Regions from separate parts of the Mus musculus genome. Here region 1 is linked to region 2. Evidence: chromatin contacts called from public ChIA-PET data. All regions are on one chromosome and are shown on one strand. Each heading gives the region's core, a stretch centred on a gene start, on an enhancer-like site or on the middle of the called end of the contact. The rest is flanking DNA. Distances are from core to core; before and after follow the strand shown.

Region 1 (3,685 bases), core at 654-3,153, 92 kb before region 2:
CACAGTTAGTACACAAACTTCATTTTACTCAAACAAAAAGCGTAAAGAGCTAATATAACGTGTGCAGCTATACAGTGTGACGCTGCTGGACTCCTGAAACTAGAGCTGTCTCTAAGAAGCAAGCGGGTTCTCTGGTCTACTCTGAGGCTCTGGGCTGGACTTAAAATCCTGATCCTTCGCTGCCTCGGCCCACTGAGGGCTGAGATTACAGACAGTACCACCATGGTCAGCCGGTGCTTTTTGTTTACATCAGAAGTGAAATAACGATGTTATACTGCCTCAGACAGAGAGAAAAAGAGATGTCTATTTCATAGCCTAATGAAACATGAAAAGGCTCTAACTTCCTATCATTATGACAACTCATGAACTAACGTAATTATTAGACTTGCCTGAGAGTCGTCACCCTGACACATTCAGACAAGCGGCTAGCCCGCGCTTCAAGGAGCATCTCTTCTGTGCTTAAGGCAAACTCCATCTTAGAAATGCTTGACAAGTTAAAAATGTTCTAGTTTATGTGACAGTTAGGACAACATTCTCTACGGCAATCTAATTGCAAATTCGGTTCCCTAGGCCAGCTTTCAACAGCGCATCCGGGCCACAAAGTGACTGAAGGATGGTACGGAAACAAAATGGCCTGGGTCTCAGTTTGGGAAGCAGGGGTTCTGTGGACGTTGGAGAAAGGAGTCTTTCTTCCTCTTTATGCGCACACCCACCTATGCTATGTGTACCTGCCAGATAGAAGATTACTGCTTTACTTTCTAACAGAAGGATCTCCCCCCACCCCCACCCCCACCCCACACCCCCGCCACAACAGTCAAATTCCTTCCTTTACACAGCAAATGCTGGTGGCCTTTCCAGCTGGCAAGAAGCCAATCACACCCACCCTAACTATGCTACAATGTGAAACGCTGCCCAACCACGACTATGTCTGAGGTGTGAAGAGATAAGAAGGTGTTGCAAGATCCCCACCTGAGGGTTCCCCAGAACTACCCTATCTATCATCTTGCTCCCTAACCACACCCAAGATCTAAGCACCAGCGAGGCAATGCTATGAGCTGGCTGGCCCCTGCTCCCTTCGCTGATCTGCCTTCACCAGTTGCAGCTTCAGCCGAGCAAAGCTGATCCAAGAGCAAATACACTTATCAGAGTGCAGGAAACATCAACTCCTTCAAGAGAAGCCATACTGATGGCAGAAGGGCGAGCAACGGACAGTGATGGGGGCGATATCTATCTCCTTACGGCTGGACACGGTGGTCACTTCCAAAGCTTCTGTCATGCTGTTACAAAGACCATGCTGAAAACTGTATCCTGTACTGTCCCAACTCATCTATTTGGCCCTGGTTATTTATTCCCTTCAGCCCATCGCTGCATCCTGTGCTTGCTTTAAGTGTCTAGGAGCATGACAATTCAGAGAACTGACTTCCCTCTGACTTGTGCTTAAGAGACAGCTGGCTGGTGTTTGTTCTGTGGAGGTGTGATGCTCTTTCGCGCCTTCCCGAGGGAGAGGTAGGAAGACTATAAACCTTGCTCTTAAGGACTCATTTCCAGTGTGAAGGTTTTCTTCTGCTTGGACACCTGAGTACAGGAGCAAGACTACATTAACTCCTTGTGATCGTATGCTCTGTGTGTGTGTGTGTGTGTGTGTGTGTGTGTGTGTGTGTTCCACTGTAGTAGAGCATTCCAGATTTAGGGGTGGAAGGGTAACAAGAGAGGAGAAAGACCTCAATCTCTCCTGAAGGAGCCTCCTGGAAAGCTTGCTGCCCAGTGCAATGGGGATAAGGGTGGTCTTGAATCCTGTTAACTATAGTTCCCCAAAGACTGAAAACCAAGAATTACAGCCACTTGGCCAAGAACCCAGCCAAGCTGCCTGGCACTCTAGCCAGTCTCTCGGCCTTATCACACTTCCTGAGACTGTTCGTTCACAGCTGTCTGAAGGCTCTGCTGGGCCAATCCACCGGCAGCATTACCTTATCCATCCTGCTTGCTCAGAATTATTTTCCATATTCCATACCAGTTATGGGATGGAGTGGGTCCCTCCCAATAGATAGGTCAAAGTCCTAATTCCCAAGGACCAGTGAGTCCCGAGGGTGACCTTATTTGGAAATAAAGTCTCTTCAGATAAAGCTAAGATGAGGTCATGAGGGTGGGCCCTACAGTAACTCCCGATGTCCATAACAAGAGAAACCAGAAACACAAGGAGGGGTGGGGGTTGAGGGCAGCAGCACTGTAGCTAGAGATAGGAACTGAAGTGCTCCAGGCCAGGAAAACTCCTGGCTGGGAGGAACAGGAAGAATCAAGCAAGGATTCCCTGAAGACTAAGAAACCGCCCTGGCCAGTATCTGGCCACGGGACGACCAGTGTCCACATCTCAGTAGAGAGTGAAGATCTGTTGTAAACCCCAAGACTGGAGGATGCAAGTCTTACACTCCTTGGGAAAGTAGCTTACTCCTCAAACAACACTCGTGTGTATACACACACACACACACACACACACACACACACACACACACAAATCCTCTAAAGCACCTCACCTGTAAGGAGCTACGAAAACACATTTCCACATCCCTTATCCTTAATATTCCAAAGGAGCCTCCAGGCTTCATTCAAGATTTTTAAAAACACATTTATCTCTATTTCTGGAGGTTCTGTAGTAAACTGGGGAAGGTCTGTCTAGCTTTCAAAATTAGTAAGGACATGGGTTGCATCGTCTTAAGTGTTTCTTCATGAAGAAGGAATGTTCCCCAACTCACTGACTGGGACACTGCCTGCATCCAACACGATGCAGCTCCTGGCTTGCACGTCAGAAGGAAATAGAGAGGCAGCAGTTGCTGTATGTGTAGACACTCATTTCCTTACACATTTACCAGGCAAATGCAGCCAACGCATTAACCATGCCACAAGCACGGTAACCCAGTAAAAGGCCAGGAAGAGGCAGGACATTACACTTTTATTAGGAAGGTGACGAAGAGACATATTAGTGTCTGATGAAAATACGTCAGCTTGCCTCCTGTTCTCCAACCCAGGCAAACACAGGGAGCTACAGTCATTGAGACGTGTATTGGTGTGTGTGTGTGTGTGTGTGTGTGTGTGTGTGTGTGTGTGGCCACGTGTGGAGTTGTGTATGTGGGTGTAAGTGACACTGGGTGTCTTTCCTGATCACCCTATCGGACATGCTGAAGCTAGGTATCTCACTTGAACCCAGAGCTCACTAATTCAGACAGTCTAGACAGCCGGGACACTCCCTCTGCCACCACATACAAGCACATGTCCCCCTGAAACTGACAAGACTCTGGGATCTGAACTCTCTGCTCTACGCACTGAGGCAAGTCCTGAGCTATCCTGTTTGGACACTTTTTAATGCATTTTGAAAGACTTCGTTTACAAAAGTGACCCATGGCTTAAGCAGTACATAGATGGACATCGAGTGTTCATGGAAATGTCATCCACCGGCAGCTACACAGCCTGTCTGTCCATCAGCAACCGGATACCAGCTGCAAGGGGAATGGTCAAAGTTAGGGTTGCTGATCGATCAACCTAGCTTCTCCGGGTGGGGCCGGTGCCTCCAGAAACCTCAGAGTGGAGAAGCAAAACAGAGAAGAGGCCAGAGTGTCACAAAGAGAGCCTGGAGCTACATGGCTAACTGAGAGGAAGAAAGGAGCCAGCAGCAAGGAATCCCAGTGGCCTC
Region 2 (3,561 bases), core at 108-2,607:
GACTTGGAGATGCAGGATCGGGTCTGGCCCAGGTGAGGCGGGTCTGGCCCAGGTGAGGCTGGTCTGGAATTGGCTTGCTTTTGATACTTAATAATCAGTTTCCAGCAGGACTCCTTCCATCAGAAGATAGGAAAATCCAATTCTATGATACCTAAAGAAAAAACAAAGAGACCTTACTAGATCTTGTTACTGAAAAGTTTGGAGTGCAGCTGCCTGCAGTTGCTAAGATGACATCACCAGAATCCCATGTCTTTCCTCTCTTCTCTGTCCTCTTCCCTCTGTCTGGTTCACTTTTCTCCATGTTAGCTTGTCTCTGAGGCTCATCTTCTTTCCAGAGGGCGAAGAAAGAAGAAGAGTGAGGGAGAGAGTTTGAGTCTGGATGGATCATAGCAAGGAAAACATATGAAGAAAAGAGAACAGACATAATGAGAAAAAAGCTCTTCCTCTTGTATGAATTTTCCTACTTCTGTCTTGTAGCATCTTTCTGGCTTTTCCTCATGGCTTCTGGATTTCATTTGTCTTCATACATCTGCTGACTCTTGCATTTTTGAATAATGAAGAGGTGAAAAGTTATCCATGAATCAAAAGATTCTCATTTAACGTTGTTGGCATCATTGTGGGTGAGTGTATAAAGCTAGCTTTGGAAGCAAGGCTGGCGATGTAGTTTGTTTGTAGAATGCTTGTCTGCCATGCGCCTTAGCATCACATAAAACCAAATGTGGTAGTACACTGTAATCCTGGTGTTCAGAAGGTGTAGACAGTAGAACCATGGGTTCTAGGTCATCTTTAGGTACATAGCAGGTTCAAGGCCAGCCCAAACTATATGAGACTTTGTCTCAGTAAAAAACAAAAACAACAAACAAAACCAAACTAACCACTTTTGGAACTTCCTCGGGACTGAACCCCCACTTCCTACTTTAAGTTGACATATTTGATATCTCAGACATTTTTTTTCTTATAGTAGCGTAAGTTGGGAAGCAGAAATGAAACCAAAGACGATGCTGCTGCTGCGGGGTATGGGGGTTGACCTCAGAGGAGCTGGTGATGAACCTCAGAGATGCGGTGCCTGCATCTGGGACAGGGTGTGATGTGGTTTTAGTTGGAGGATGCCTGCTTCCACCCAGGAGCCAATGGTCACTGATGGAGAAGAAGCTGCTGAAGCTGGTAGTCTAGGCGGAGAGCAGGGGCCAGCTGAAACAGAGCCCCAGAGTGGGTGTGCCCTGGCCTAAGCGGCAGGCTGCCCATGAGAGGGTGAATGTTTGTGTCACTAGCTTTCCGTGGTGCCACCCTACCTAAGCCGGACGGAAGACAGCCAGGCGCTCTGTTTCGCTTAAGCACAATCCTCTACCGGCAGCAGTAAAAGTCTGGTAGCATTCTCGGAGCATCGCTCCGTGCCAAGTACTCTTTGAAAGGCTTTGTACGGGTGATCTCACTTCCTCTATTTGCGGTTGGGAAGATAGCACCTGCTTGCCAGATGAGAGAACATAAAGGTTAAGTAAATTGCCCTGGGTCGTATAACCAGTACAACTCGATGAGAACCAAGGGGAGACATGTATGGACACGGAACTCGATCCTAGAGCTTAGTGTCTAAATGTCAGACTGTTTGGGAAAGTAACCTCACTCTTGGCAGCATTATCAAGTGCAGACCTCAGAAGGTCAAGGGAGGACTACGCTGGGCTCAACAGTATATTGGGAACGGAGCCATTGCTCTTTCCCCAACCAAGGGGATCACGATTTAGCGATGCCTTCTTTGCTGTCTAGGCCCCTCCACTTGGTCTCTAACATATAGCAGGGTTTCCTTCTCAAGCCCAGGGCTGTCTTGGAACCATCTCCTTTCTCTTTGCCCAGAAGACTCTGTCCTCTGTGGATGTTTTCTTTATCACGGTCCTTCCAGATGGTTCCATGTCTGCCACTGAAAACACACACACACACACACACACACACACACACACATATATATATATATATACACATACATATATATATGTATACATATACATATCTATATATGTGTACATGTGTATGTGTATATTTGTGCATACATTTATATACACATGTGTATATATGCATATACATACATGTACACTATATGTGTGTATATGTACACATACATATATATTTATATGCATATACACATGTGTGCATATTTACATGCATATATGCACATATATGTATATAGATATGTGTATATATGTATGTATGTGTCTATACACATACTTTCTTTTTTAACACACCAAGTTCAGTTTCCCCTCCCTTCCCTCCTCCCCACACCTTTCCTCTGCCTCATCCCCCCACCCCTATCCACCTCTCCTTCATTTTTCTTCAGAAAAGTGCAGGCCTCCTATGAATATCAACCAACCATGGCATATCAAGTTGCAGTAAGACTAGGCACCTCCCCTTGTACTGAGGATGGATGAGGCAACCTAGTGGGAGGAAAAGGACCCCAAAAGCAGGAGAAAGAGTCAGAGATAGGATTTCCTCTCACTGCTAGGAGTTCTACAGGAAGACCAAGCTACACAACTCTAACCTATATGCAGAGGGCCTAGGTCAGTCTCATGCAGGCTTTCTGGTTGGTGGTTCAGTCTCTGTGAGCTCCTATGAGTCCAGGTTGGTGGCTTCTGTGGATTTTCTTGTGGTGTCCTTTGCCCCTCTTCCTCCCTTTCCCTTCTGCAGGATTCTCTGAGCTTCAGAGACCACAGCCCAACATTAGATGAAACACTCCTTCTTCTTTTGGGGGGTGGGGGTGGTTTAGACAGGGTTTCTCTATAGCCCTGGCTGTCCTGGAACTCACTCTGTAGACCAGGCTGGCCTCGAACTCAGAAATCCACCTGCCTCTGCCTCCCGAGTGCTGGGATTAAAGGTGTGTGCCATCACTGCCCGGCTCACTCCTTCTTCTTAAGGGCCAGCACACACAACAATCATCTGTGAGCTGGCTCAGCTTTCAAACTTGACAACTGAGTTTGATCCTGATAACCCATATGGTAGAAGGAGAGAGGCAGTTTCTGCAGGGTGTCTGACCTCCGTGGATCTGCTGTGGTATGCGTACACACACACACACACACACACACACACACACACCCATGCAATAAAAAATTAACAGAAAATCTTTCATGCTGTATAAACTTACATGGTTTTATACCATTGGAAGGGATTGTTTCTAATATTATAGTAAAAGGATGTTTGTACCCATCTTTGCTTGGAGTTGCTGCAAATGTTCTTTATTTCTAGTTTAGGAGGGCTCAGGCCAAGAAGAAAAAGCTGGACACCACCCCCTCATACCCAACTATACTGTTATATAGATGTCAGAGAGACAAAGAGAGAGAGAGTGTGAGAGAGAGACAGACAGAGAGAGACAGAGAGAGACAGAGAGACAGAGAGATTGATTGATTGATTGATTGATTGATTGATTTCAATAAAAAAGTCATCATAGTCACAGGTTACAGGTGCCTTTCCCTGGAAATACCTTTCTGTCAGATACAAATTATAATGTTCAGTATTAAATGACTATGTAATGGTAAGCTTTTTGTCAACTTGACATAAGCTAAAGTCATCGGAGAAGAC

Evidence for each region. ChIA-PET counts read pairs in DNA pulled down with a chosen protein or histone mark.
Region 1: a contact with region 2 is called in an RNA polymerase II ChIA-PET map of memory CD8 T cells, with 99 read pairs. The contact joins two enhancer-like sites. A contact is called at or near these places in 1 of 15 datasets of contacts at CTCF or cohesin (CD8 T cells), 1 of 484 Hi-C or Micro-C datasets (cumulus cells) and 3 of 115 datasets of contacts at active chromatin or transcription factors (CD8 T cells, double positive thymocytes and memory CD8 T cells).

Annotation. Positions count from the first base shown.
Region 1 is chr10:70,130,674-70,134,358 of GRCm38.p6, reverse strand. The region is part of intron 1 of Ccdc6 (coiled-coil domain containing 6); the gene reads right to left. Among named protein-coding and RNA genes, the nearest start is that of Gm51771, 22 kb to the right of the region's middle. Within about 2 kb of position 1,903, at least 86 of the 459 cell types and tissues checked have an H3K27ac peak or open chromatin away from gene starts, as enhancers often do. A contact at or near this core is called in memory CD8 T cells, where this site is marked.
Region 2 is chr10:70,037,892-70,041,452 of GRCm38.p6, reverse strand. No RefSeq gene overlaps it. Among named protein-coding and RNA genes, the nearest start is that of Ccdc6, 57 kb to the left of the region's middle. Within about 2 kb of position 1,357, at least 93 of the 459 cell types and tissues checked have an H3K27ac peak or open chromatin away from gene starts, as enhancers often do. A contact at or near this core is called in memory CD8 T cells, where this site is marked.